Regions from separate parts of the Mus musculus genome. Here all the other regions are linked to region 1. A link is a contact called in public promoter capture Hi-C data. All regions are on one chromosome and are shown on one strand. Each heading gives the region's core, a stretch centred on a gene start, on an enhancer-like site or on the middle of the called end of the contact. The rest is flanking DNA. Distances are from core to core; before and after follow the strand shown. Region 1 holds the start of Prss57 (protease, serine 57). Region 2 holds the start of Cactin (cactin, spliceosome C complex subunit). Region 3 holds the start of Mrpl54 (mitochondrial ribosomal protein L54). Region 4 holds the start of Agpat3 (1-acylglycerol-3-phosphate O-acyltransferase 3). Region 5 holds the start of Rrp1 (ribosomal RNA processing 1 homolog (S. cerevisiae)). Region 6 holds the start of Pias4 (protein inhibitor of activated STAT 4). Region 7 holds the start of Sgta (small glutamine-rich tetratricopeptide repeat (TPR)-containing, alpha).

What was found. Promoter capture Hi-C pulls out the DNA fragments that hold promoters and counts their contacts. Capture Hi-C pulls out chosen DNA fragments and counts their contacts.
Region 2: a promoter capture Hi-C map of liver shows a contact between it and region 1, with 12 times the contacts expected there. The contact joins the promoter of Cactin here to the promoter of Prss57 in region 1. A contact is called at or near these places in 4 of 39 promoter capture datasets (the C10 cell line, hippocampal neurons, liver and 1 more) and 1 of 9 other capture datasets (liver).
Region 3: a contact with region 1 is called in a promoter capture Hi-C map of adipose tissue, with 2.4 times the contacts expected there. The contact joins the promoter of Mrpl54 here to the promoter of Prss57 in region 1. A contact is called at or near these places in 3 of 39 promoter capture datasets (cranial neural crest, hippocampal neurons and liver), 1 of 115 datasets of contacts at active chromatin or transcription factors (astrocytes) and 2 of 9 other capture datasets (adipose tissue and liver).
Region 4: a promoter capture Hi-C map of embryonic stem cells shows a contact between it and region 1, with 4 times the contacts expected there. The contact joins the promoter of Agpat3 here to the promoter of Prss57 in region 1. A contact is called at or near these places in 4 of 39 promoter capture datasets (embryonic stem cells, hippocampal neurons, liver and 1 more).
Region 5: a contact with region 1 is called in a promoter capture Hi-C map of hippocampal neurons, with 4 times the contacts expected there. The contact joins the promoter of Rrp1 here to the promoter of Prss57 in region 1. A contact is called at or near these places in 5 of 39 promoter capture datasets (embryonic stem cells, hippocampal neurons, liver and 1 more), 1 of 484 Hi-C or Micro-C datasets (embryonic stem cells) and 1 of 115 datasets of contacts at active chromatin or transcription factors (stem cell-derived neural progenitor cells).
Region 6: a promoter capture Hi-C map of pre-B cells shows a contact between it and region 1, with 3 times the contacts expected there. The contact joins the promoter of Pias4 here to the promoter of Prss57 in region 1. A contact is called at or near these places in 4 of 39 promoter capture datasets (the C10 cell line, hippocampal neurons, neutrophils and 1 more), 1 of 115 datasets of contacts at active chromatin or transcription factors (astrocytes) and 2 of 9 other capture datasets (adipose tissue and liver).
Region 7: a contact with region 1 is called in a promoter capture Hi-C map of liver, with 4 times the contacts expected there. The contact joins the promoter of Sgta here to the promoter of Prss57 in region 1. A contact is called at or near these places in 3 of 39 promoter capture datasets (hippocampal neurons and liver).

Annotation. Positions count from the first base shown.
Region 1 is chr10:79,787,175-79,790,649 of GRCm38.p6, forward strand. Prss57 (protease, serine 57) reads right to left here and starts at 1,811. Exons shown (of 5, transcript NM_001042710.1): 1 at 1,669-1,811; 2 at 184-337. The coding sequence starts at 1,768.
Region 2 is chr10:81,319,266-81,322,740 of GRCm38.p6, forward strand. Cactin (cactin, spliceosome C complex subunit) reads left to right here and starts at 1,838. Exons shown (of 9, transcript NM_027381.2): 1 at 1,838-2,181; 2 at 3,173-3,475. The coding sequence starts at 1,946. Pip5k1c (phosphatidylinositol-4-phosphate 5-kinase, type 1 gamma) reads left to right here. Exons shown (of 18, transcript NM_008844.3): 18 at 1-709.
Region 3 is chr10:81,265,418-81,268,892 of GRCm38.p6, forward strand. Mrpl54 (mitochondrial ribosomal protein L54) reads right to left here and starts at 1,509. Exons shown (of 3, transcript NM_025317.2): 1 at 1,356-1,509; 2 at 234-390. The coding sequence starts at 1,473. Apba3 (amyloid beta (A4) precursor protein-binding, family A, member 3) reads left to right here and starts at 2,755. Exons shown (of 11, transcript NM_018758.2): 1 at 2,755-2,902; 2 at 3,362-3,475.
Region 4 is chr10:78,350,002-78,353,476 of GRCm38.p6, forward strand. It overlaps Agpat3 (1-acylglycerol-3-phosphate O-acyltransferase 3), which reads right to left and starts at 1,699. Exons shown (of 10, transcript NM_053014.3): 1 at 1,626-1,699. Gm40709 (a long non-coding RNA gene) reads left to right here and starts at 2,482. Exons shown (of 3, transcript XR_871856.3): 1 at 2,482-2,926; 2 at 3,163-3,475.
Region 5 is chr10:78,411,437-78,414,911 of GRCm38.p6, forward strand. Rrp1 (ribosomal RNA processing 1 homolog (S. cerevisiae)) reads right to left here and starts at 1,607. Exons shown (of 13, transcript NM_010925.2): 1 at 1,384-1,607; 2 at 1-50. The coding sequence starts at 1,516.
Region 6 is chr10:81,165,976-81,169,450 of GRCm38.p6, forward strand. Pias4 (protein inhibitor of activated STAT 4) reads right to left here and starts at 1,745. Exons shown (of 11, transcript NM_021501.4): 1 at 1,710-1,745. The coding sequence starts at 1,736.
Region 7 is chr10:81,058,713-81,062,187 of GRCm38.p6, forward strand. It overlaps Sgta (small glutamine-rich tetratricopeptide repeat (TPR)-containing, alpha), which reads right to left and starts at 1,559. Exons shown (of 12, transcript NM_001358550.1): 1 at 1,416-1,559.

The DNA of each region.
Region 1 (3,475 bases), core at 561-3,060:
CACAGTTAATGTGAGTCCAAACAGTAGCACATGTCGCTTGTGTCGAAGATGATCATAGTTATTATGTTTGATTGTTATCACCAGAAGTGCCCGGGCGTGGGGGTAGAGAGTTGGTCCTGTCTGTGTCACATCCTGGCTTCCTGATGGCCTTAAGTTTATCCCTCAGTGGCCCCAGCATGTCACCTGTCACTGAAGCAATGGGCAGCTGACACCACCCAATGGGTATGAATCAGGAAGCCTCCACAGTAGTGATGGCCCTCGAAGCTCACAGAGGCCATATAGGGCCGGGAATGTGGCGTTACCTCATGGCCTCCAACAATGTAGGACCCACAGCAACCTGGAAGAGGTGGGGCAATGTGAGAGACAAGGACAGGACAGGTAAATCAAGGGCAATGGAGCACAGCCCTGGCAGGGAGTAGGGGTGGAGGCTGGGCTGAGAGGAAGGGGCAAACCTAGAGGGAGGCATCCAGGAAGCAAAGGCAGGAGGATCTCTGTGGGTTCAGAGTCAGCCTGGTCTACATGGAGAGTTACAGGCCAGCCAGGGCTACATGATGAGACCTCGCCTAAGAGTGAGTGTGTGTGTGTGTGTGAGAGAGAGAGAGACAGACAGACAGACAGACAGAGACAGAGACAGAGACAGAGACAGAGACAGAGACAGAGACAGAGACAGAGACAGAGATGAGACAGACAGACAAAGCCAGTCCCAGGCACCCTCAGCACCACATAAGCATGGTGTAGCAGTGCAGGCCTGCTGTTTCAGAACTCTGGAAGTGGAGGCAGGAGGATCAGGAATTCAAGGTGATTCCCTTTTCAGCTGCCCAGCTATTTCAAGGTGCCTGGACCACGAGAAACCCACTTTACTTAAGAGAAATAGAGGGGACCAAGTGGTGGGGCACACCTTTAATCCCAGTGCTTGGGAGGCAAAGGCAGGCAGATTTCTGAGTTCGAGACCAGCCTGGTCTACAAAGTGAGTTCCAGTACAGCCAGGGCTACACAGAGAAACCCTGTCTTGAAAGCAAACAGATAGACAGACATGGATGGATGGATGGATGGATGGATGGATAGATAGATAGATAGATAGATAATTAAAGACTGAGGCTAGGAGACCTTTTGGGCCTGTGATAGGTTCAGCAGGCAAAGGCACATGCTACCAAGCTTGACAATCTGAGTTTAATCCCAGGAACCCCTATGGTAGAAGGACAGAATCGACCCCTGCAAGTTTTCCACTGGTTGTGACAAGCACTATCTACATGTACTCTCTCAAAATAAATAAATGTAATTTTTAAAAAATAGGAGGCTTGGAGAAATGGCTCGTTATTTAAAACCCCTGGCTGGTCTTACTGAGGACTTAGATTCTAATGCCAGCATCTACATGATTGTTGGAACCGACTGTAAATTCCAGGGGATCTGATGCCACCTTCTGGTTCCTCCAGGTACTGCAGGCATGCAAACATACAGGCAAAACACTAATACACACAAAAATAAAAACAAAACAAAACAAAAGCTAGGAAGCCCAGTCTCCACGATCTTGTACCTGAGGTGGCTGAAGTCCCTACTGGCTGCCCCACCCCCACCCCATAGCCTCCTGCCTGAGCAAGAGTACACGTGCATCCTGTGTGGGAGCCTGGTCACCTTGGGTAGGGTCTAATGGCCATTTGGAGTTCTCACCAGGGAGCCACATGAGCTGGGTCAGGGCAGCTGCTGTAGTCAGCACCAGACAGTGCCAGCCTCCTCTTGTCCCAGGCACCATAGCTGTAGAGGATGGCATCTTTCTGGTGAGGTCTGCAGGTGCAGGAGGCACCCAACGGTTCAGTCCAGAAAGTTGTTCCGGGTCTGTGGTCTGTGGTCAGAAGGTGGAGCAGGCACTTCTGGAAATCAGGGGAGGCCACGTTACTGTTTCTTGTCTCCAACTGTGCTGCTCATGAAAACCCAGAAGTTTAGAAACAAGATTGGTTTGTGAGCTCAAACTCCCCTTGTACCTTCCTACTAGATTATCTGGCCACTGAACGCATTCAGACCTTCTCAGGGGACAGTCATCCTGGAAGCACCAACTCTGCTTATCTGTCTGTCCCCAGCCAGGTAGCCCAGGAGCAAGCACCTTGACCCTTGACCTCAGTTTCCCCATCATGAACCTGAGGTCAGTGAGGACCATAAAGCTAGTTCTTTGGGGAGGGCTCTGAGTTGGGCTGACTTTATTGCTTTTACTGAGGTCCTACTGTATACCATACTTCCTTGGAAGAACTGGGGACATAGCAGAGAGTGACCCTAAGGTCTGGAGTCCAGAGACCACCCATCAGGATATGTGCTGGGCTTGGGTTTCCTCGTGGTGGGGACCTTTGGGAGAGAAAGTTCAGTTATCTGGCCTCTAATTCAATACGCTCTTGAACTAGCTATCCAGCTGAGAATAGCCCTGAACGCCTGCCTGCCTCTCCCTCCTCTATCCTCCAAGTGCTAAGGCCACAGGTGTTGTCTACCATGGACCCACGTAAGGTGGGAACATAAGCTTCCCCTAGGTTGTGAGATGGAGCCCAGAGCACACACTGGCTGGGCTTGTACTGGTCCATGCTTGTTAGCAGATGCTGCAGCTTTAATTAAGTCTGCTACAGGCTATGCCCTAGTTGGCCTGTAGGACCCACCCCAGGGCTGATGCAAATGGTAGGTACCTAAGAGCAGAGAGGGGCTTGGGTGAACTCAGGGTGCACAGTGGTCCCAGACAGCTCAGGAAGGGGAGAGGGCTCAGGGTCAGCAAGGGCATCCTGCAGGAGAAGGCACTGTTGTCTTAGCAACAACCTCCCAAAAGGGTCACTCCATCCCCCACTGAGGATGCAGGGGGAAGCTCTGCACCATTGGCCTTTGAGGGAGCCAGGGCTCAGGAAGGTAGTAGTGACCAGACACAGAGCAGGAGGGGAAGGAGGGAGAGACCCCAGAGAGCCAGGGCCAGAGGAACATAAGAGAGTAACAGAAACAGGTGAAGGTGGAATGAGACAGAGAGGGAGGGGAAGACAAAGACAGAGATAAGGACAGAAAGAAAGCCAAGCCTGAAGAGGATGCATACCTTTAACTCCAGCTCTCTGGAGACACTGGCAGATGGGTCTCTGAGATTAAAGCCAGCCTGTTTTACAGAGTGAGTCCTTGCCAAACAAAAAGCAAGCAAGCAAGCAAACAAACAAACAGAAAGCAGGTCTGGGGAGAAGGCTTAGCAGTTTAGAGCACTGGCTACTCTTCCAAAGGACCTGGGTTTGGTTGATAGCACTCACATAGTGGCAGTGGATCTGTCCCCACTTCTGGCTCCTGTGGGTACTGCATGCATGTGGTATATACACACAGAAAAACACTCAGAAAATAACAAATAAAATAAATGAGAGGGAGACAGAAACAGAGATGAAGACAGCGATATAAAGAGAAATCAGCGGGGATGACGACAGAGAGTGGGAAGGTGTGTGATGCAGGGTGGGCGCGTGCCTTTAGTCCTAGC
Region 2 (3,475 bases), core at 588-3,087, 1.5 Mb after region 1:
ACCGCAGAAACCAGATGGGGTGGCACACAGCTGCCGTCCCTGACTTGGGAAGTAGAGGCAGAAAGCAGGCATGCAAGGTCATCCTTGGCTGTAACCAGTTGGAGGCCAGCCTGGGCTACATGAGACCCTCTCAAAAGAGAATCTGTAAATATCTTTGTGACTCCCCATCGTGTCCCCATCCTGTTCTCTCCAACGGCCACTATTGCCCCACCGTGGACGGTGTGTGAACTGTACTGTAAGGCCTGGGGGCTCCTCCAAGGCTGAAGAGGTGCCCTCTCCGGCCCACTTCTGTTCTCCTCAAGCCATCCCAGCAAGTCCCCTGTCCAGCCCCACATCAACCTCAGTGCAATATGCCCTCCCCGTGGGGTCCCTTGGCACGGTACTGTCTGCAGCCCCTTGTCTCTCACCCCTAGCTCCACTCTCCGGTGGTTAAAAATCGCATCGCACATCCTCCCCCCAATCCTGTTTTTATTGTTGAATCCATTCTGTAAACTACAAACCTCGTGTGTCTTACTCATCAGGACTTGGGATCCCTCGTCCTCAGCCTATGTGGTCTGGTGTTTGACAATCCAAGCACAGTGTCCTCTTGGCACCAACCAGAGGGGCCTGTCCCTCCAGCGCAGCCGGCAAATGTATGCAGTCCAGGTCCCCGCCCCACCTGTCACAGCCCCTCTTTTTGAGATCTGTAATAAATCTCTAATAAGAAACAGCTCCTCTCCGGTGACTTATGCGTGCGTGCGATGGGAGAGCAGGCGAAGGGTGGGCACCACGTGTTTTGTCTCCCCCGCTCTAAACCCTCCCTGGATCCCACATGATGAATCCCAATTCGCAGATGACTTCCTTTCTCCAAGCCTAAACTTCCCTATCCATAGATTAGCCACAAGTTGAGCGCAGTACGCAAGCTGGCGGGCGTAGTAGTACTCAGACTCGTCCTGGAGTCAGCCAGAGACTGTCTGTTCATGTCCTGTTGTTTTATTAGCTCGGAACCGGTTGCTACAAGGCTACCCTAGAAACCGAGGACTCCCGCGAGCGCTTGGGTCTCCGGGTTTCAATTTTTAGAAGTACACCGGGCCCTGCAGGTTTAAGTTCCGCCCACTCTAGCCACGCCCCTTTGACGTCCTTTTCCAAGCCCAGCAAGACCCCTAAGCGCAGTTTCTGGGTTCATTGGCCCCGCCCTCAGATCCAATGTGTCCATCTCGCCCCCAAGGTCCCGCCCACCGCCGCTCTACTTCCTCCCACTCCTCAGTCGGCCACTCTCGACTACATATCCTGCCCGTACCCATTCACAGTTCGTAGTTACAGATGTCAATCTTGCCTCAATCAGCCCCTCTTCCACCCTCTCAAATCCTGATATGCACTCCTCCGCCCATTGGTCTACGCCTGTCAATCTAGTTTACCAGACCCCGCCCACCCCGGCTCCCGTAACCGCCATTCTTGCGTTCCTTCTCAGGCCACGCCCAGCGCAGGTCCCCGGCCGGGTCTCCCGATCTACAGTTGTCGATCTCCGTAAGCCCCGCCTAACCCAGCCCTATTCTTTCCCCATAAGCTCCTCTACTAGGCTCCGCCCCTAGGGCACTGCCCATGCAAGTGCAGGCTCCGCCCACTAGGCGCCTCTTCCGCCCTGGAACAACCGCCTCGTAGCTCCGCCTCCCTAAGCACGCTACTCGCCGGTCACCTAGGGCGCGAGGGAGGGCCCACCTAGGTCAGTCTCCTTCACTGCATGAATGGAGCGTCAATCCGCTAGTTCTAACGGCGTCCCGTTAGGAATCTACTATGTGTTCCCAGCTTGAGAACTCCGGAGAAATCTCGGGTTATGTTGTCCCTGGAGTCCCGGTTAGAGGGAGTAAGTCATTCCCTGTGATCAGGCGCACTTTGGACAGTCCTTAGAGCGCCGCGCCAAAGGAAAGCCCCCGGCGCCAAGCTTCCTGGTTGTTTACGCGCGCGCATGCGCGGCGCGGGCCGCCAAATGGGTCGGGACTCTCGCTCGCGCTCACGGTCTGTGGGTCGCAGGGGTCGGAAGCAGCGGAGTCGAAGCCGGGGCCGGAGCCGCAGCCGGAGTCGGAGTCGGAGTCGGAGTCGGAGTCGGAGCCGGAGCCGGAGCCGGAGCCATGGGCGGAGCAGCCGAAGGCGACGGGAACACGAGCGGCGGCGCGAACGCAAGCGGCGCAGCCGAGGGCGCAGGTGAGCGTCCTGGGGGCTGCTCGGGCCTGGGAGCCGAGGGACAGGCGGGGCAGTATCCGAGATGCCGGGCTGCGCCGGGGCAAAGGAGACTTCCGGGGACCGCGGGCCATGAGCATAGGGGACCGAATGACTCCACTCGCCACCTCTGCATTCATAGACATTGTCTTGTCCCGGGCTGGCCTCCTGCGTCAGCCTCTGGAATGCTCGGGATTACAAGCCATTGCCTCACAGTTAAGGTTTTTTGCATTTCCTCATAGTTAATTCTGCTCAGTTGACAGCCCTTCTTCTCAACTGGCAGTACTTCTAACAAGTTGACCAAAGCCTAATCAGGACACCGTTCATACAGCACTGGAGATACAAGCCCGAACAGCCACATCTATCTTTTACTGTGGGTACTGGGGATTCGAACTCATGTCCTCAAAATACTACCTGGTGGTATTCCTCTTTCGTGGTTCCTGGGCTGTCAGAGAGTCCATCTATTGGGCCTCTCGTCTGTCATTTCTCATCCCTTCTACCTGTCATCTCAGCAGGACTTGACGGCACTGTACACACCAGTAACCCCAACACTTAGGAGACAGATAAGAACCAGCCTGGCTGTAGAGGGAGTTCCCACCTGATAGCATTGTAGATGTCATATTTAAAATAAAACAAGCACTCAGAAAGCAGAGACAGGAGGGTCTCTGAGTTCCAGGACAGCCAGGGCTACACAGAGAAGCCAGCCCTGTCTCGAAAAAAATCAAAAATTAAAAGAAAATAAAAACTACATAAAAAAGAACTACTCCCTCACTTTTAACCTTCATTTCTCTTGCTGTATTGTCTGTTATGGCCCTGGGACTTGTGTAGCTCTACTATGAAGGACAGCCTAGCTCATGTGGGGAGCAATGTGATTTACAGGCCGGTGAGGCTAGAATTCTAGGCAAGTACCTCAGCACCTAGGATGGTGCCCAGCAGCAGCCAGCATTGAACAGGTCTTGATGTGTCCTTCCCACAGGTCAGATTCGGAAGGAGAGCAGCGGCAGAAGTCTAGGAGGCGAAGCCAGAGCCTTCGACCACCCCGATGGCACTCACAGAACCAGTCCTCATGCTCTGACTCGGGTGAGGAGCGGGCTCAGGGCTCCTGGGCCCGTAAGGGTCACAGGCGCTCGTGGTCCCCGGGGTCATCAGCGTCTAGCTTGGACTCCCCAAGACGCTCCCGGAGTCCCGGGACAGCTACCCTGGCCCTGAGCCAGCAGCAGAGCCTGCAGGAACGGCTGCGGCTTCGTGAGGAGCGGAAGCAGCAAGAAGAGCTGCTCAA
Region 3 (3,475 bases), core at 259-2,758, 1.5 Mb after region 1:
CAACCCTCTGGGTCCCTGGAACAAGGGTAGCTGGGGATCAGTCATAAATGTCAAGAAGCAGAGTCCTGCTGCCCCCTTCAGCCTTTGGGGACATATGGTCTTGTGTACTCACTGGCATCCAGAACCACCCATGACAAGGGTAGACGAGCACAGCAGGCCTCAGGGGGCTATCCTGGAGCCCCATGTTCCTGAAGGCTGGGTGTCAGGATTCCTATGCAGTGTGGTACACTCACCATGTGGGGTACTCGGAGTCTGCCTTCAGGGCCACATCCTGGCCTTCCTTGTAGATGTTGACCCCCATGGCATGTGTGGTGAGCTGAGTGGGGTCTGTGCACACCTCGGGGTCCTTCAGGGCCTCAGCGGCCACGCCGCCCTTGCCGCCCTTGCCAACTGCACAGTGAGAGAACGGGACACTTCAGCCTGCCCAGCTCTGCCCTCCTTCAACCCTCCTTTGTGTGGCCTCCAACAACCAACAGCCCCAGCTCTCTCCATGCATAACAGGGTCCCTTGTTATGGCACAGACCTGTCCCACTCCCGTGGGCCCTGAAGGCCCAGCCCATACTACACAACCCCTCTTCCATTCAGTGATGTTGACATGGTGGCACATGCCTGGCATCCCAGCATTCTGGAGCTGAGGCTGGGGAGTCATAAGACCCTGTCTCAAAAAAAAAAACAAAAAACCAATTCTGAGAAGAGAGAGATGGCTCGGTAACTCTAGGCCAACTTGGCAACATTTTTTTTTTTTTTTTTTGAAGACAGGGTATGTCATGATGTAGCTCTCCTGGAACAACACAAAAAAGTAAACACTAAAAATATTTTTGAGATGGGGTCTTCCTGGCAGGCCTGGAACTCACAGAGATCACTCTGCTTCTCTGCTGGGATTAAAGGTATCACGTTCGCCTCAAAGCGTAATTTTTAAATAATTTTAAATAATGATTATCACGGGTGTGTACACTGTCACAGTGCTTGTGGGATTGGTCATCTCCTTCCCTGCTTATGTGGGTCCTGGGGATCAAACTCAAGGCTTTCCAGGCAAGCACCTTGCACAATGAACCAACCTGCCCACCCACATTACTTTTTAAATTAAAATAATGACAATAACTTAGTTGATGTTGGTTATGTTTGGTGATTTACTCAAAGTTGAAGCGTGACACCCAGCCTGGTCCCGCCCTGTCCCACAAGGGCCGCGCCTGCGCACTGAGCGTAGAGGCTAGCGGCGCACCCGCAGGCCTCACTACGCTAGCACGCACCGTTTGGCCTCCGTAACGCTGCGCCTGCGCAGTCAATCCTCAGAACCCCACCTCCCCAGCAGCGCTCCGGCCGTACCCACTTTGGTTCCTTCGGAGCCAACTCACCTGGCTTTTTAGCATATTCCCGGATAGAGAATCCTCCAGGTCTTCTGAGGACCGGGAGCGCCCGGGGATGCCAGCGGGCCCACACCCGGGAAGCCCGGAGGAGATGGGCGGCCGCCATGACGCTGGCCGGCCGCTCGCACGTGCAGACTTCCGTGTTACGTCAGCCCTCCAGATCGGCTTTGGAGGTGTTGGAGGCGCCGCGGCCTTCTGGGAAATGTAGTCTTTAAAAAAAAATTTGCCCGACTAACGACTAATTTTAACTTCTGTAGCTATCGACCGTTCAAAGAATATTTCATTAAATTCTTGCCCCCAGTTCAAATGGTGATGGCACACCTTTAATCCCAGTACTCTGGAGATACAGGTAGGAGGATCTCTGAATTCAAGGTTAACCTTGGCTACTGCTTGAGTTCCAGGACAACCAAGGCTACACAAAGAAACCCTGCCTCAGACGATGATGACGACAACAACAACAAGTATTTAGATCTTTATTTACTTTAAATGTCACAGCAAAATCATGCTTATATCCCTTGTGGAATTTTTGAAAGCTTAAAAGTTAGGACAGTCAGTTGTGATGTGGAGGTGGAGGCAAGAGAATCAGGAGTTTGGGTCGATCTGTCCTACACAGCAAGTTTGAGGTCAGCCTTGGCTATATGAGATCTTGGCTTAAACATATGGGTAGCTGAGAATGATGGGAGTGATGAACCCCAGCTTAATCCCCACACTTGGGAGGCAGAGGTAGGTAGATGCCTGTGAGTTCCTGGCCAGCCTACTCTACATAGTGATACGTATGTGTTCTATTCACTAATAGAAAAAAGTGGGGTTTGGTGATTGGGGCTTCGTAGCAGAAATGGAGGCTGGATGCACACAGGAAGCTGAGGCAGGAGGATCAGGAGTTTGAAGCCAGCCTAGGCTACATGAGACTCTCAAGAATAAATAGACTAGTACTAGAATCTTCTAGACTCATTGCTAACAAACCTAACCAGGTGAACTCTTTTTAGATCACACAGTTAAGTTTAGGAATTATCATTGTCCCTAATCTATATGTAGGACCGTGATGCAAATTCCAGTGTCAACTCAAGTCTAGATTGTACCGTTATAGATCCTTACTGGGATACAAAGTGGAAGTCCGTCCTCAATAACTTCCATTCCCACTTTTCCTTTGCACTCCAAATTTTCAAGTCATGGCTCTCTTTACCATCCCTGGTTTCTGCCCATGTCCTACCTCAGCCGTTACACTCTGAAGTGATGCAGAACCCGATTTTAGAAAAGAAAAGCCAGTTTGAGCCTCGCCTCCGTTCTTGTAGTCTCGGGATTCGAACCTGAGCTCTACTATCTATACTGCAACACTGGCGAGTCCCCGGAAGGAGAGAGAGCGGACTCGAGGACTACATTTCCCAGCAGGCCGTTTGAGAGTGTGTATGCGCAATAGTCCTGGATGGTGCAGTGACCGATGATCCGGTTCCAAAGCTGGGATCCCAGAGAGCTGCTGACTCTTCTGGAAGGACGGGCGGACCGTCCGGACAATCCTGCCCGGGCCGGAGACACAGGTACTGCGGGCCGTGCGGGACTGGACAGGCTCCCGTGGGTGACCCAAGGGCAGTGTCTGAGTTCTGAGACTGAAATCTGAGTTCTGGGGACGGAGCCTGAGTTTCAAGGGTCAGAGCCTGAGTTCTAGGGGCTAGAGGCTGAGTTCTCAGGACCAGTGCCTGAATTCTGGGGCAACAGCCTGAGTTCCACGACCTAAAGCCTGAGTTTTGGGGCTGGAGCCTGAGTTCTAGGGTCCGGAGCCTGGGTTTTTGAGACCAGAGCCTGAGTTCTAGAGACAGAAGCCTGAGTTCCCGGGGGCAGTGCTTGAGTTCCCAGGGGCAATGCCTGAGTTCCATAGCCGCAGCCTCAGTTCTAGTGTCTGTTGCTTGAGTTCTGAGGTCTGGAGCCTGAGATCTGGGGCAGGCACCTGAGTTCTTTGCTGGCTTCTGTGTAAAATGGGGTCCTTTCCTCCTGGGCAGGCCCCATGGGGATGGAATCTGTCACCTGTAGGACCATGGCTTGCCTACGAGATCCACACTCAGAGCCCTCATCTTCCAGCTTGGTGACAATGCCGGCCTGAACCTGGGTCTCAG
Region 4 (3,475 bases), core at 449-2,948, 1.4 Mb before region 1:
AGACGAGTCAGCAAGATGCCGCTGGCCTAATGTGGCCGGTCACACCCAGAGACAAGCTGTTCAAACCTCGCCACCCACAGAATGAGATGGGAAACATCACAGAGGTATGCAAAGGCCAAAATGTGGTTCAGAGTCTGTCAGCGTTTGAGAGAAGGGAAAGTAGTGTGGGGTACACACAAGGAATGCAGGGAAAGCAGCCATTGCTCTGGCAAGAGAGAGAGTAGGGGATGCCAAGGGTCCAGCACTGGATCTGAAAAAGCAGTGACACTGCAAAGCCGTCGGAGAAGGGAACACACACAGTTGGTACCAGCTCCATCCTCTGAGAGGCTGGACCAGTTAACCAGCACCAACTTGTTAGGAGTGAGCTTGGATTAACGATGCCATTCTAACTCCTGAAACAACAATAAACTTCCATCTTTGCTCATCCCATACTATACAAAGATCTTACTATGCCCTACCTGCCTCCAAGTGGGCCAGAGACAGATGTATACAGATTTTTACTACCCTGACTGGGCTGGAGGAAATCAGAGTCCCTTTGCTCTTCATTTAAATTCTGGCTGTGGAGATTTGTGACATAATCCAGGACAAGTGGCTAGCCTTGCTCCTCAGACCCCAGTGTGTTTCAGAGTCTGTTAGCACAGAGTCGCAGCTATATGCCCCAGAAAAGAAGTAAACAACTCCTCTACTGCAGTAGATGCTCCTTTTGTAACTTCTGAAGTAGATCAGTTACTTTCTGTTCAGTTTCCCCAGTCCCCTAGAACACACAGGCACTGTCCTTCCCAGGTGCTGGGCCTGTTATCTGGGAGCAGCTTAGGGTGAGACAGAGACCTCCCTTCATTTCCAGCATCCCTCCCATCTTCCTTCCCTAGGAGACACTGTATTTAACCCACTTCCCACCAATTCCACAGGCAACTTCTAAGACCTAGACCTTCTGCCCTGCTGCTGTACAGATAAGAGCAGGTGGGGGCCACACACAAGGCCTCCAGTAGGTCCAGACTGAGTTAGGTCAGACATCCAGCTGACATCCACCTGCTGAACATAGCCATGCTGAGGAGCACATGCCACCAAGACCAAAGAGAGGCTGGCAAAGCCATTGCATGTAACTGCCTTTGGAAACAACGTAATTACAAAGCACAGAGTGTGATACTAGGAATCAATCTTATAGGCTAAATCCTAAAGTTGGAAGGAGTCCTGCTTACCTAATAAGGGGAAGGGACAGTAAGGGAGTGATCAAAGTGCACAGAGACCCCTTTGAAAGGGGCACAGTCCATTTCCCAATGTCATCGAAGCAGAAAGAGCTGCTTCCACTCAGTTCCAACAGCCACCAACCCAGCACCCCCAACCGGCACCCTGTGTCCAATCCCAGAATCCAAGATCTTGGCTCTGGACGAGTCATTCCAATCTGTCTCAAATCCAAGTAGCCTTCTCGTTTCCCAGGAAGAAGAACCCAGTCTCTTAAGTATTCTCTTAGAGAAGACTTTCCACACTGCTTTAAAAAGTTAGGTTTGAAAGGCCATTTCTAAAATCATTTCCCTGTGCCCCTAAACTTCTCTCGAAGTTAAAAAGGAAACCTGAATATATTTTCCACCCAGCTTAAGTGTTCACAATCCTCCTGTCGTAGGTACCTGGGGTCAACTGCTCCGGGGCTCCAGGCCCACCGTGGACAGGTGTTTTCCTCCAGAGGCTCTGGTTACTGAATGACCCCAGCGCCTGAGTGAAACGTGGAAATTCACAGTCGGCCTTTGGTCTCAAACGCCAAAGTCAAGAAAAAAAAAAAACAACAACAACCGAGCCCTCGCACCTTCCTCCAGGGCGTCCCACCTGCAGCCCTCCCTCCGCGTTGAGCAAGCAAAAAAGTGAAACTAGCCCACAGGGCCCCGAAATCAGGCATGGGGGGCTCCCCCAGAGCGAGGAGCCGGGAGCCGAGCAAGGTTCCCCCCGGAGAGGGGCCCCAAGGCCGCCCAGGCCCTCTCGTCGGGCCCCGCATCCCCATCTCTACCCGATCGCCCGCATCCCCAGGCCGCCGCGCACCCCGCACAGCACCGGCGGGCCGGGCAGGCCGCACAGGGGCCGGGCGGGACCCGGAGCCTCCAGGCGCCGCGCTCTCCAGGCCGCGCGCCCCGCGGAGCGCAGCCGGCCACTGCGGCGGGGCCCGGCGACCGCGGGCGGGGGACGACCTCCGGCGGCTCGGCCGGGCTCGGCGCGGCTCACCTGCACTCCACCTGCTGGTCGCGGTTCTCGCGTCGGGCGCGCGCGGCCTGGGCCCGGCCCGGCCCTGCGTCGGGGCCTCAGCGAGTGCGGCGCCCGCCGCCCCGGGCCCCCATCGCCGCCCTCCGCCTCGGCGCCGCCGCCACTTCCTGTGCGCGGCGATCCCACAGTTCCGCCGGCGCGGGACGCCAGGCGCGGGGACGCGGGGACACGCGCGGACCGACGCGCGGGGGAGGAGTCGCGGCCCGCGGCGCAGCGGCGACCGCCTCGGCCAACGGACAGCAAGCGGGGGAGGGGACGCGAGGCGCGCCCCGCGGGAGCAGCCTCCACCCTCCCTGGCCAGCGGGATGTTCCTAGACCCAGTCCGACTCCCTTTCAGCTGCCTGCGGTCCTCCGGAGTCCCACTGGGGTGTTCCTGGGCCCAGCTTGAATCCCCTCTTTTAGCCCACTGAAGTCCTTCTGGGGTACTGCGGTGTTCCTGGGCCCAGCCTGGATCCCCTTGTCCCCCTGAAGTTCTTCGGGGTGTTCCTGGGCCGTACTTGGACCCCCGATGGTTCCCTGGAGTCCTCCTGGGTTGCCTCCCCCAAGAACTGGAATATTCCTAGGCCCAGCCTGGATTTGCCTCCGTTCAGCCTCCTGAAATCATTCTGAGCCTCAGCCTAGACCCCTTCCCAGTCCCGGAGGTCCCCTTGAGACCCAGGATGTTTTGATGGCTCAGGTTAGACTCCCCTTCCTTCTGAGTCCTCCTGGGGACGCCTGGAAATTTGGGGGTTCCCCGCCAATTAATTAGACCCCATTTCCCTTATCCTCCTGGACCCCACTCCCAACACACACCCCATCCTGCCCCCAAGTAAGGATCCCATCCTGGAATCCTGTAGGATTGTCCCCAGTGCCTGGTAAGGCACCAGGATCGCTTTTCACTCCCACGTGCTGTACCCTTTGATTTATTTATAGTTGGCAACTGACTAGCAACATTGTATCCACAACCAATCCAGGAGGAAACCTCAATTAACCTAGTCCAGGGTCTTCCTAGGGTCAGCCTTGGGTCAGAAGAAGGTCAGGACCCTCTTCTCTAAGAAGCCTGTTCCGTCCATAGTGAGTCATCGGATCTGAGGACCAACAGCCACCTGAGTCTCCTTCCCTCACCAGGCAAGGGACTGATCCTAAAACAGGCCAAGAAGGACTGTGCAGGCTCAGATGCTGCATCAGGACCAGGCCATCTGCACACCACTTGAAACCTGTGTGGCCTCTTGCCTGCTCAGGCCTT
Region 5 (3,475 bases), core at 357-2,856, 1.4 Mb before region 1:
GTAAAACAGTCCTTTCCATACTTTTAGCAGTTCATCTGGAGTGAAACCACCTGCATCACAAGAGCAACAGTGAGACTTAGTGAGCCCTGGAACCTACCTTCCCGAGCCAGGAAGGAAACATGACTGCCTGAACTACTCTTAACAATAATACGACTGGGGGCTGGCGAGATGGCTCAGCGGGTAAGAGCACTGACTGCTCTTCCAAAGGTCCTGAGTTCAAATCCCAGCAACCACACGGTAGGTTACAACCATCCTAATGAGATCTGATGCCCTCTTCTAGGGTGTCTGAAAACAGCTACAGTGTACTTATTTATAATAATAAATAAATCTTTGGGCCAGACGGAACAGGGACTGAGCGAGCTGGGCTGACCTCAGTGAGTGGGGCCAACTGGAACGAGCAGAGGTCCTAAATTCAATTCCCAACAACCACATGAAGGCTCACAACCATCTGTACAGCTAGCTACAGTGTACTCATATACATTAAATAAATAAATAAACCTTAAAAAAATATGATTGGGCAGCCAGCCCCGCCCTCAAAACATTCTCCAACAGAACTGCCATAACGGTGCCTGGAGGAGCCCCTCCCCCCAACCCTCCAGTAACTCCATGCACCAGCAAGCAGGTATCAGTCCCATAGAGTTAAAGAAACCCAACACTTTCGGGACCGGGAGATGGCCCATTGTTAATGCAGTGATTAATTAAGCCAGTGTCAGACCAAGGAACTGTAGCTATACTATGACATTTCGGAGATTAAATGGTGAAAGTTATTCATTCCGGCTAGCAAAGGACATCACCACCATTTAGCGAGGCGCATCCCCCAAGTTGGGGTGCTCTGACTAGAGCGTGAAAAACTGCGCTGAGACACTTCCCAAAGCATACAGCCATGACCTCGGCCAAACCACCGCTCAGGGAATCTATAATTTGCATCCGCGGAGGGATATCCAAAAGCAAAGGACATCGCCACCATTTGGCGAAGCGCATTCCCCAAGCTGGGGTTCTCTGACTAGAGCGTGGAAAACTGCCTTGAGACACTTCCCAAAGCATACAGCCGTGACCTCGGCCAAACCACTGCTCAGGGAATCTATAATTTGCATCTGCGGAGGGATATCCAAGAGACGCGGAGGCTGCTGAAAGGGGTCGCTCACTGAGGACCAGAAGCACAGAAACCGCTCTGCAAAAGGACATCCTGGGAACGGGGTGTCGAGAACACACCTTTAAGAACACGGGACACCAGTAAAGGCCGGCGGAAGAGCACCAGCAAGCTACAGAAGGAAGAAAAGCGGGCAGACCGATCGGGTCAGCCTAAGCCAGTAGAACAGCAGACGAAGGCCGGATCCTGCGGGGCCCACGCAGCGGAGCTCGCCTGCCCTCCCGCCCGCGTACCTGTCGCCCGCTGCGACCTGGCCTCGATGTACTTCCGCAGCTTCCGCAACGCGCGGTCCCGCGTCACCTGTTCATTGCCCGCCAGGCGCTGCGCCAGCTGGATCTCCGGCGGGAGCGGCACTCCGGGAACCATGGTGAGGAGAACCCTGAGACCACGCACTCGACGCTTCCGCTGGGGCGCTCGAGTGACGACACGCGCTCGTCACCACTGAACGTCACACTGAGGCGACACAACCCAGCTAGACGTCAAACGTCCTGGACGATGCTGGCGTACGCTACCGCCTCTCAGTGGCCGAGAGGCGCAACTGCACCCTGCAGGGAGGAGGATGGTCTGGTGTAAGCCTAGGGCATCTCTGATTCTTGAAAAGGTTAAAGCATTGTCTTGGGTTCGCCCTCCTCTTTACTGCAGCAGGAGTGGCTGTATTACAAGAAGATCGTGATGTGGCCCAGCTTGTCCTCAACTGTAACACTTAGCAGGACTGCGTGGAGCTGCCCTTGGCTCAGCATCCTGAGCCATGTTGGGGTGTGGGGTGTGGGTGGGGGGAGGTTGGGTGTGTGCATGAACCCTGCAACGCCGAGAACTACGAGCTTTACCCGAAACACTTTACCTGATCCCTAACACCTTAGTCCTCAGGGAAATCCACCCCACCAAGCCTCTTGTAGAGCATCCACTTTCCTGGAAAGAGAAAAGCAAGAAGGCTGTCAGGATCCAGATTATGGGACAGGGTGCAGGTACCTATCATGAAGGTAGGCAGGCAAATACACTATAGAAAGCACAGTGAGTGTGCAAAACTTGAGTGTGCCCTGGTTCATGAAATGTGTGGTGACAATCGTTTGGGACACTATTGGGAAAATTTTTCCATATAGCCCAAGAGCTGAAATGTCAAATTAGAATACAAAACAATTACAGGTTTCATTGGTGTGCCCAAGACCACCAGAAGTCTGATGACTTGCTGGGGGAAATTTCCAAGACCAGTGGACGTTTGGACTTAGTGGTACCATAACATTGCCAGTTCGTTGCTACACCATAGGCCAGCTAAGCCCAGGATTAAAGTGTCAGGCAAGGAAGGTGGCTGTATTTGAAAAGCTAGATGCTGGAAAAAATGGGAGGGATGGTTGTTGAAAGTCTGACTGAAGAGGAATAAGCAACTGGGGTGGGAGAGGGCATGTCTAAGCACTATTACAGGAACATAGACAATTCTGTATTTTCTATAACATCAGAATTTACTGAATAACAAAAAATTTGATAGACTACATCAATGTTATGGCCACGCTTTTTAAAGTCAACCCAGTTTCTTTGACTTAGGCAAGCTATCTCTTGTTGCTGTTGTTTTATTTATATGAGTACGCAGTTACTGTCTTCGGACACACCAGAAGAGGGCATTAGATCCCATTACAGATGGTTGTGAGCCACTGTGTGGTTGCTGGGAATTGAACTCAGGACCTCTGAAAGACCAATCGGTGCTCTTAACCGCTGAGCCATCTCTCCAGCCCTAGGCAAGCTATCTTAAACTACTAATATTAATGGTCAGACTCTACTTACACATCACACAGTAAATATATCCACCTATACATATGTGTATATGCCAAGTCCTGCTAGGCTTGAGTACTGAAACCCCAACTGGGAGAAGTAAAGAAATACAGGACAGACACACAGACAGAAAAGGTGGGCTCAGCTTAGGTGTGAGCACTCTGATTGGGACACTCACTACCATTGCAACTTGGAACCTCAGGTTGTTTATTATGTACCAACTAGGAGGAGGAGGATCTGGTCCTAAACATCCAGTCATGGATGCTTTTTAAGTCTACAAGTCTCAAGCACAAAGATGGTAATTAGTGCCTTAGTTAGGGTTTCCATTGCTGTGAAGAGACACCATGACCAAAGGCAACTCTTATAAGGACAACACTTAATTGGGGCTGGTTTAGAGGTGCAGAGGTTCAGTTCATTATCATCAAAGAGGGAACCTGGCAGCATCCAGGCAGAGACGGTTCAGGAGGGGCTGAGAGATCTACATCTTCTTTTTTTTTTTTTTTTTTTATTAGTTGGCTGGTTTGGGATGTTTCTTTTTTTTTTTTTTTTTTTTTTAAAGAT
Region 6 (3,475 bases), core at 495-2,994, 1.4 Mb after region 1:
AAGGGGGACTTCAAGGAGTAAAACTGTGTTCCAGCCGGGCGTGGTGGCCCACACCTTTAATCCTAGCACTTGGGAGGCAGAGGCAGGCGATTTTCTGAATTCAAGGCCAGCCTGGTCTACAGAGTGAGTTCCAGGACAGCCAGGGCTACACAGAGAAACTCTTTCTCAAAAAAACCAAATAAAAAACAAAAAAAACTCCTGCGTTCCAGATCATAGTTTACATATCTCCATCTCAAAGTTCTGTTTCCCAAGAGAAAACCACTATGTAAATGGTGTAGATTTGGGGTGAGTAAATGGTGAGAAAGAGGGGTACACTTTTTTTTTTTTTTTTTTTTTGGTTTTTCAGGACAGGGCTTCTCTGTGTAGCCCTGGCTGTCCTGGAACTCACTCTGTAGATCAGGCTGGCCTTAAACTCAGAAATCCGCCTGCCTCTGCCTCCCGAGCACTGGGATTAAAGGCGTACGCCACCACGCCCAGCTGCACTTTTTTTTTTAAATGATTTTTTGAAACAGGATTTCTCTGTGGAGCCCTGGCTGTCCAGGAACTCACTTTGTAGACCATGTTGGCTTTAAACTCACAGAGATTTGCCTCCCTCTGTCTCCAGACCCCTGGGATTAAAGGTGTGCCACCATGCCTGGTGAGGACGACACCTTTTAATCAGATCCTCTAGAATAACCCTAAGGGTCCCAGTGGGGAGGGAAGGACCATGTCACAAGGCAGGCAGAAAAACGGGGGGGGGGGGGGCAAGTCTGAATCTTATGGGTGGGAAGATGCTTGAGGGGGACTGAGGAACTCCAATAACTCTGGAGGGACAAGTGTGCTGGAACCTTGACAGGGAGACAGAGCAGAACTGGATGTAGGCTAAGCCAAGCTGTACTTCAAGAGGGTTTAATGGGGACTCAAGTCAGGTCAGAGCCCTGGTACCTTAATGCAGAAATGGGGGAACAAGTCTAAACAATGTTCCCCTGGACTCAGTCAAGGTGTCCTGTGAGGATCAATCTGAGGAACACATAACAAGGAGGTGGTGGGTCCAGTATGCCAGGCAGCAGAGAAACTCTACAAGGCGATTCACAGGTTAGAGATGGGTTAGAGTGAGACAGGATCACTGGAGGCTGAAGTGAAGAGGTACCCCAGAGCTGACAAGTGGGGAGCGGGACTCGAGGGCTGAGTCTCTAAAATGAACTTGGGCACTTATAGTTGGCCTGAGTCTGGAGTCAGAAGGTGTCAGTCTGAGCCCCGAGAATCAGAGGACTTGTGGCAATCCCTGTAGACCTTCCCCATGCAGGCCTGTGGGGGAGGAAAGAGGGGGGGCACCCGGACCTGAGTCCTACTCGTTGCCTTGGAAACCTGATGGCGAAGTCACTTTGCATTCCTTCGGCTTCCCAGACCACAGAAGGACCCCCAGTTATGTCCCAACAGAGCTAACCCAAAGGAGAGGACAGTGCCTGCACCGGGAAAGCTGTGTAGCCACACTGTGGGAACCCCTGCTAGGGTCAGTAGAGAAGTGACAGTAGACGGCGGGGACACCCCAGGAGGGAGCTGGCGACCCCGCCCCCGGTCTCCCCGCCCCCCGCCCGCAGGTTCAGCCCGCGTCCCAGTCGCACCCTCGCCGCCCGCGCCGCCACACCCCGCCCTCCCAGCTCCCTGCGAGGAGCGGTCCGTACTCCGCCACCCGCCTGTCCCGGCCGGAGCCACTCTCGCTCACTCACTTTGGCCTCCACCAGCTCTGCCGCCATCTTGGCCACTAGCGTCCCCCGCGCCGGGAGGCCCCAGCCGTCGCGTCACGTGAGGGCCCTCGACTAAAGGGCGGAGCCTGCGCGAGAGCCAGTAAAAGCGAGTGCTGGCTCCTTCCTCCACGCCCCCGCGTCTGAGAGGCGGGAGGATGCATCACGCGCACGCGCCTACAGGAACCCCGCCCGAGGATCTGACCAATCACAACGGACAATTGCCAAATCCCGCCCCCCACGGTTATTTTTCAAGGCGCTGGCCGCTACCACGCCCACTCTGGGGAGGAGTCTGCTGCTTAAAGAAATAGCAGCACTTCCCGCCGCCTCATTTCTCTTGCTTTAGAGAACCGCTAAATTTTTGTGTTTATTTAGTGTGTACATATGTGAAAGTCACAAAACAGTCTAGGAAATTAGGTTTTCTCCTTCCACTGTGTAGGTAGCAGGGATGAACCAGCTAGTGCCTGAACCATATACCCTTTGCCCTGCTCCCTCTCTTACTGGCCCCACCTTTTCTGTAGAGTACAGGCCGAACCCCCTGCCTCGTTTTCAAATTGGCTTGCGGTGGCAACAGTTGTGGGTTTTTAAAAATTGTTTTTGTTTTTTGAGACAGGTTCACCATGTAGCCCTGGCTCTGTGGAACTCGCTTTGTAGACCAGACTGGCCTCAAACTCACTGAAATCCTCCTGCCCCTGCTTCCGGAGAACTGAGATTAAAGATGAACATAACCAAGCCCTGCGTAGCCTTGCTTCTTTAGGGCACAGAAGCCCCTCTAGCTGCATTTTTCCTTCTTTATTTGTTGGCTCAAGGCTACGCCCACTTTTCTGTGGTCTGTTTTATTTATATACTGGGGGAGACACGCAATTTTTGATCGTCCAAAGACAATCTAAGGGGTTTGTATATTTCCACAATATGGATTCAGGGAATCGAACTCAGGTCATCAGGTTTAGAGACTAACGCGAATAGGTGTGGGTGCGCGCGTTCCAAGCCCCCTAGGTGGACATCAGAGGACAATTTGCTGGAATTGCTTTCTCCTTTAACCAGGTGTCACAAAATGAGTTCTGTGGATCGAACTCCTAATAGACTTCTGGGCGATCACCATTTCAGGGGCCCTCCTTGGCTTTCTAACTACCCACAAGCCCCACCCAACCCCCAAATTTTCGAAGCTTGCACTGGGGCCACGCTCACTTCTAGCCCCGCTCTGGGTTTTTAAGCGAGAACGGCACCGCCCCTTGCTTCCGTTTCATTGGGAGGACTGGACCGCGCCCACGTGGGGAGGGTGGTCTTAAAGGTGTATGTGCTTCCTGCTCTGGTGCATTTTATGGCTCATGTTTACGGTTGCATTTTGATGAAGAGAAGGGTTGGGGATGAACAGAATGCGGCCGGGCAGGTGTCCCTGTTCCCTTCGAGCGGCAGCTGGCAGGTGTAGGGCTCGCATGGCCCTGTAGTGATGGGGTGTGAGCCTAGTCGGCCCTGTGCAGTGCACATCTGGGTCGTCTTGCGTGTGTGTGTGTGTGTGTGTGTGTGTGTGTGTGGTGTGTGTGTGTGTGTGTGTGTGGTGTGTGTGTGTGTGTGTGTGTGTGTGTGTGTGTGGTGGGGTGTGAGCCCAGTTGGCCCGGTGCAGTGCACATCCGGGTCGTCTTTCGTGTGTGTGTGTGTGTGTGTGTGTGTGTGTGTGTGTGGTGTGTGTGTGTGTGTGGTGTGTGTGTGTGTGTGTGTGTGTGGTGGGGTGTGAGCCTAGTTGGCCCGGT
Region 7 (3,475 bases), core at 309-2,808, 1.3 Mb after region 1:
AGTCATCTCAATCAACTGGTGGGGAACGTGTGCCTTCACCAGCCACCACAGAGGCTAACAGACCTCTGCTAATGGACCTTAGGACAATTAATGTCCAGGTGACAGACACAGAGACATAACAATTTCAACTGACTTTCTTTGTTTTTGTTGTTGCTAACATTTCATTTTTGGTTTTGGTTTTTCAGGACAGGGTCTCACTCTGCAACCTGGCTGTCCTGGAACTCATTCTGTAGACCAGAGGCTGGCCTCGAACTCTGAGAGCTCCTCCTGCCTCTGCCTCCTGAGTGCTGGGATCAAAGTCGGACACCACTACAACCTGGCTTTTGAGACAAGAGGATTTCACCATGTAGCCCAACATAGCCTTGAACTTCACTTCCATCCTCCCGATTCAGCCTCCTACAAGCTGGGATGACAGCCAGCAAGCCCAGCTTACAACTAAACGGGCCCAGACTGACATCCTTTTTACGTTAATTATGATGCCAGATGAGGTGGTGGCACCTACAGTCCTGGCAGAGGTGGCGCTGAGGCCAGCCTGGCTCACATAGTGAGTTCCAGGACAGCCAGAGACAGATAAAGACTTTGTCTCAAAACAAACAAACTATTAATTATGTCGATTTCATTTTCAGACAGGGTCTCACGTTGTGGTCCAGCTACCTCCACCGTGTTAGGTATCCAAGGCTGGGCCTGAACTCACTCCCCGCGATCCAGCTGTCTCCCCCTCTCAATTGAAAGACTGGATTATAGGTTGTGGACCAAAGTTCTAGACTATTTGCTCGAGTCTTTGCTTTTGGTTGTTTCGTTTTCTGAGACAAAGTATGTAGTCCTTGCTAGCATGGAAGTCCCACGATACTCCTGCCTCTGCCCATGTGTCAGCACACCTGCCTTACCATTGTTTTAAGAAAACTCCTCCTCAGAGAGGTCAAGCTATTTGCCCTAGCATGCACAGCTGGCCCTCTGCCCTTCAAACCCACACACTACCTACCTTTGGCACCAAAATCAAACACACCCTCCCAATGGGAAGGAGCACCCACAACTGCTCAGACAATGGTGACAACGTCCATTGTACAGAAGAGGAAAACTGAGGCTGTGGGCAGGCAACAGGCTAAGCAAGGTCACCAGGGTGAGGAATGGCAATGTAAGAGGGTCTTAGACCTTAGGGGCCCCGAGAAAACTGAGATCCGCCCCACACACACCTAAACGCTGACCTTTTCGTGAGAAAAAGCGACGAGGGGTGGGGGTGGGTTGGGACGCTGTCTGCCTCAGTTTCCTCTCTGCGCCGCCCGCTCACGTGACCCCGAAGAGAGCAGAAGTCCGGATCACAAGCCACCTTTGTCCCAGGGGCTCCCGAGCACAGCGAAGCTAAACCCACAGACCCCCGACGCCCATACGGGGCACGGCGGAGCCCCCAGCCTCACCTCTCAGTCGACCGAAGACCCGACCCACCGACGGCTGCGCCTGCGCACCGCGGCGCAGCCAAGCTCCGCCCTCAGGACCAAGACGCCTGCGCAGAAAAAAACCATTTCCTGTGTAGGTTTCCTTTTGCGCATGCGCTCAAGTGCACCCTTCGCTCTAAAACAGAAGTGACGTCACGCGAAGAGGGGGGTCACAAGCTGGTTGTTATGGAAACTGCCCTCTGGAGGCATCAGGAAAACCGGAAGTTAGTCTGACAGTCACCAAGCGGGTCAGGCCTAAAGCACGGTGGGGCGGCGGCGGACCCCTGAGGCACCAAGGCAGACCACGTGGTATGGAGTCTGTCACGTGATCTAGCTGCTTTCAGCAAGACAAATCTGAATCAAAGCCACTAACTGATGCTATGAAGTTTTTGGTTCTGTTTTCGTAATTTTTTTTTTTAAAGATTTATTTATTTTTATATGTAGGTACACTGTAGCTGTCTTCAGACACACCAGAAGAGGGCATCGGATCTCATTGTGGATGGTTGTGAGCCACCATGTGGTTGCTGGGATTTGAACTCAGGACCTTTGGAAGAGCAGTCAGTGCTCTTACCTGCTGAGCCATCTCACCAGCCCCCTGTTTTCGTAATTTTTTTTTTCTTTTTCCTTTTTTTAAAATGACAATACTACGAGCCCAGCCTGGCCCGGAACTCTTCATCCACTTCGCCCATCTTGGAAACTGGCATATCCCACTTTCTGTGAAAGCAGTAAGTGTGATTAACCACTAAACAATCTACTTCACTTATTTTTATATTTAAAACCTATTTACAAACTTATCTTTTGCACACCCCAACTTCTTTCTGATGCCTAAAAGAAAAACAAAGATTAGCAGCCAGACAGTGGTGGTGCTCGCCTTTAATCTCAGCACTGGAGAGGCGGGGGAATCGCGGTGAGTTTGAGGCAAGCCTTGTCTACAAAGGATAGCCAAAGCTACACAGAAAAACCTGTCTCAAAAAATAAAAACAGGAGCCGGGCGTGGTGGCCCACGCCTTTAATCCCAGCACTCGGGATGAGTTCGAGGCCAGCCTGGTCTACAGAGCGAGTTCCAGGACAGCCAGGGCTACACAGAGAAACCCTGTCTCAAAAAACCAAAAATAAATAAAAAAATAAAAATAAAAATAAAAACAGGTCGGGCGTGGTAGCGCACGCCTTTAATCCCAGCACTCGGGAGCCAGAGGCAGGCAGATTTCTGAGTTCCAGGCCAGCCTGCTCTACAAAGTGAGTTCCAGGACAGCCAGGGCTATACAGAGAAACCCTGTCTCGAAAAACCAAAAAAAAAATTAATAAATAAAAATAAATAAAACCAACTTATCTTTACTTTTGAATTATGTGGATGTCTATGTGTGGGTGTCTGCATGGGAATACAGTGCCTATAAAAATCAGAAGAGGGCATGGAATCCCCAAGGCTAGAGTTGGGTGCAGTGCAATTCAGGCCCTCTGCAAAAGCTGTATGTACTCTACTTTTTTTATTTTCTTTGAGACAGGGTCTCATACCGTAGGCAAGGTTGGGCTAAAACTGCACTACCCAGTTTGCAATATGTACTCTTAACCATTGAACTATCTCTCCTATTTTCATTTTACCATGTCTTACTATGTAGCTCAGGTTGACCTTAAATTTATGGAATTCCAGGTGGGCCATGGTGGCACAGGCCTGTAATCCCAGCGCTCAGTAGGCAGAGGCAGGAGGATCTCTGTGAGTTCCAGGACAGCCAGGGCCACACAGAGAAACCCTGTCTTGGAAGCAGAAAAGAAAAGCAAGAACTCTGTCCATCCCCCTGCATCAGTGTCCAAGTGCTGATATGATATGCTGTGATCCTGCCAATCCTCTGCACACACCCCACCTTTGACATGGCGTAGTTATAATTACCAAACTTAGTGTCCTGGGTTGGTTAGGGATGTGAGGTGTGCAATAAGTCAGGATAGAAAAGCTGTGAGGGACGTGAGAGGAGAGAAGATGTTGCCACCTTCACAGGAACTGATGCCATTCTCTATCAGAGAATTCCAGGGCAATTACCAACTCTTTA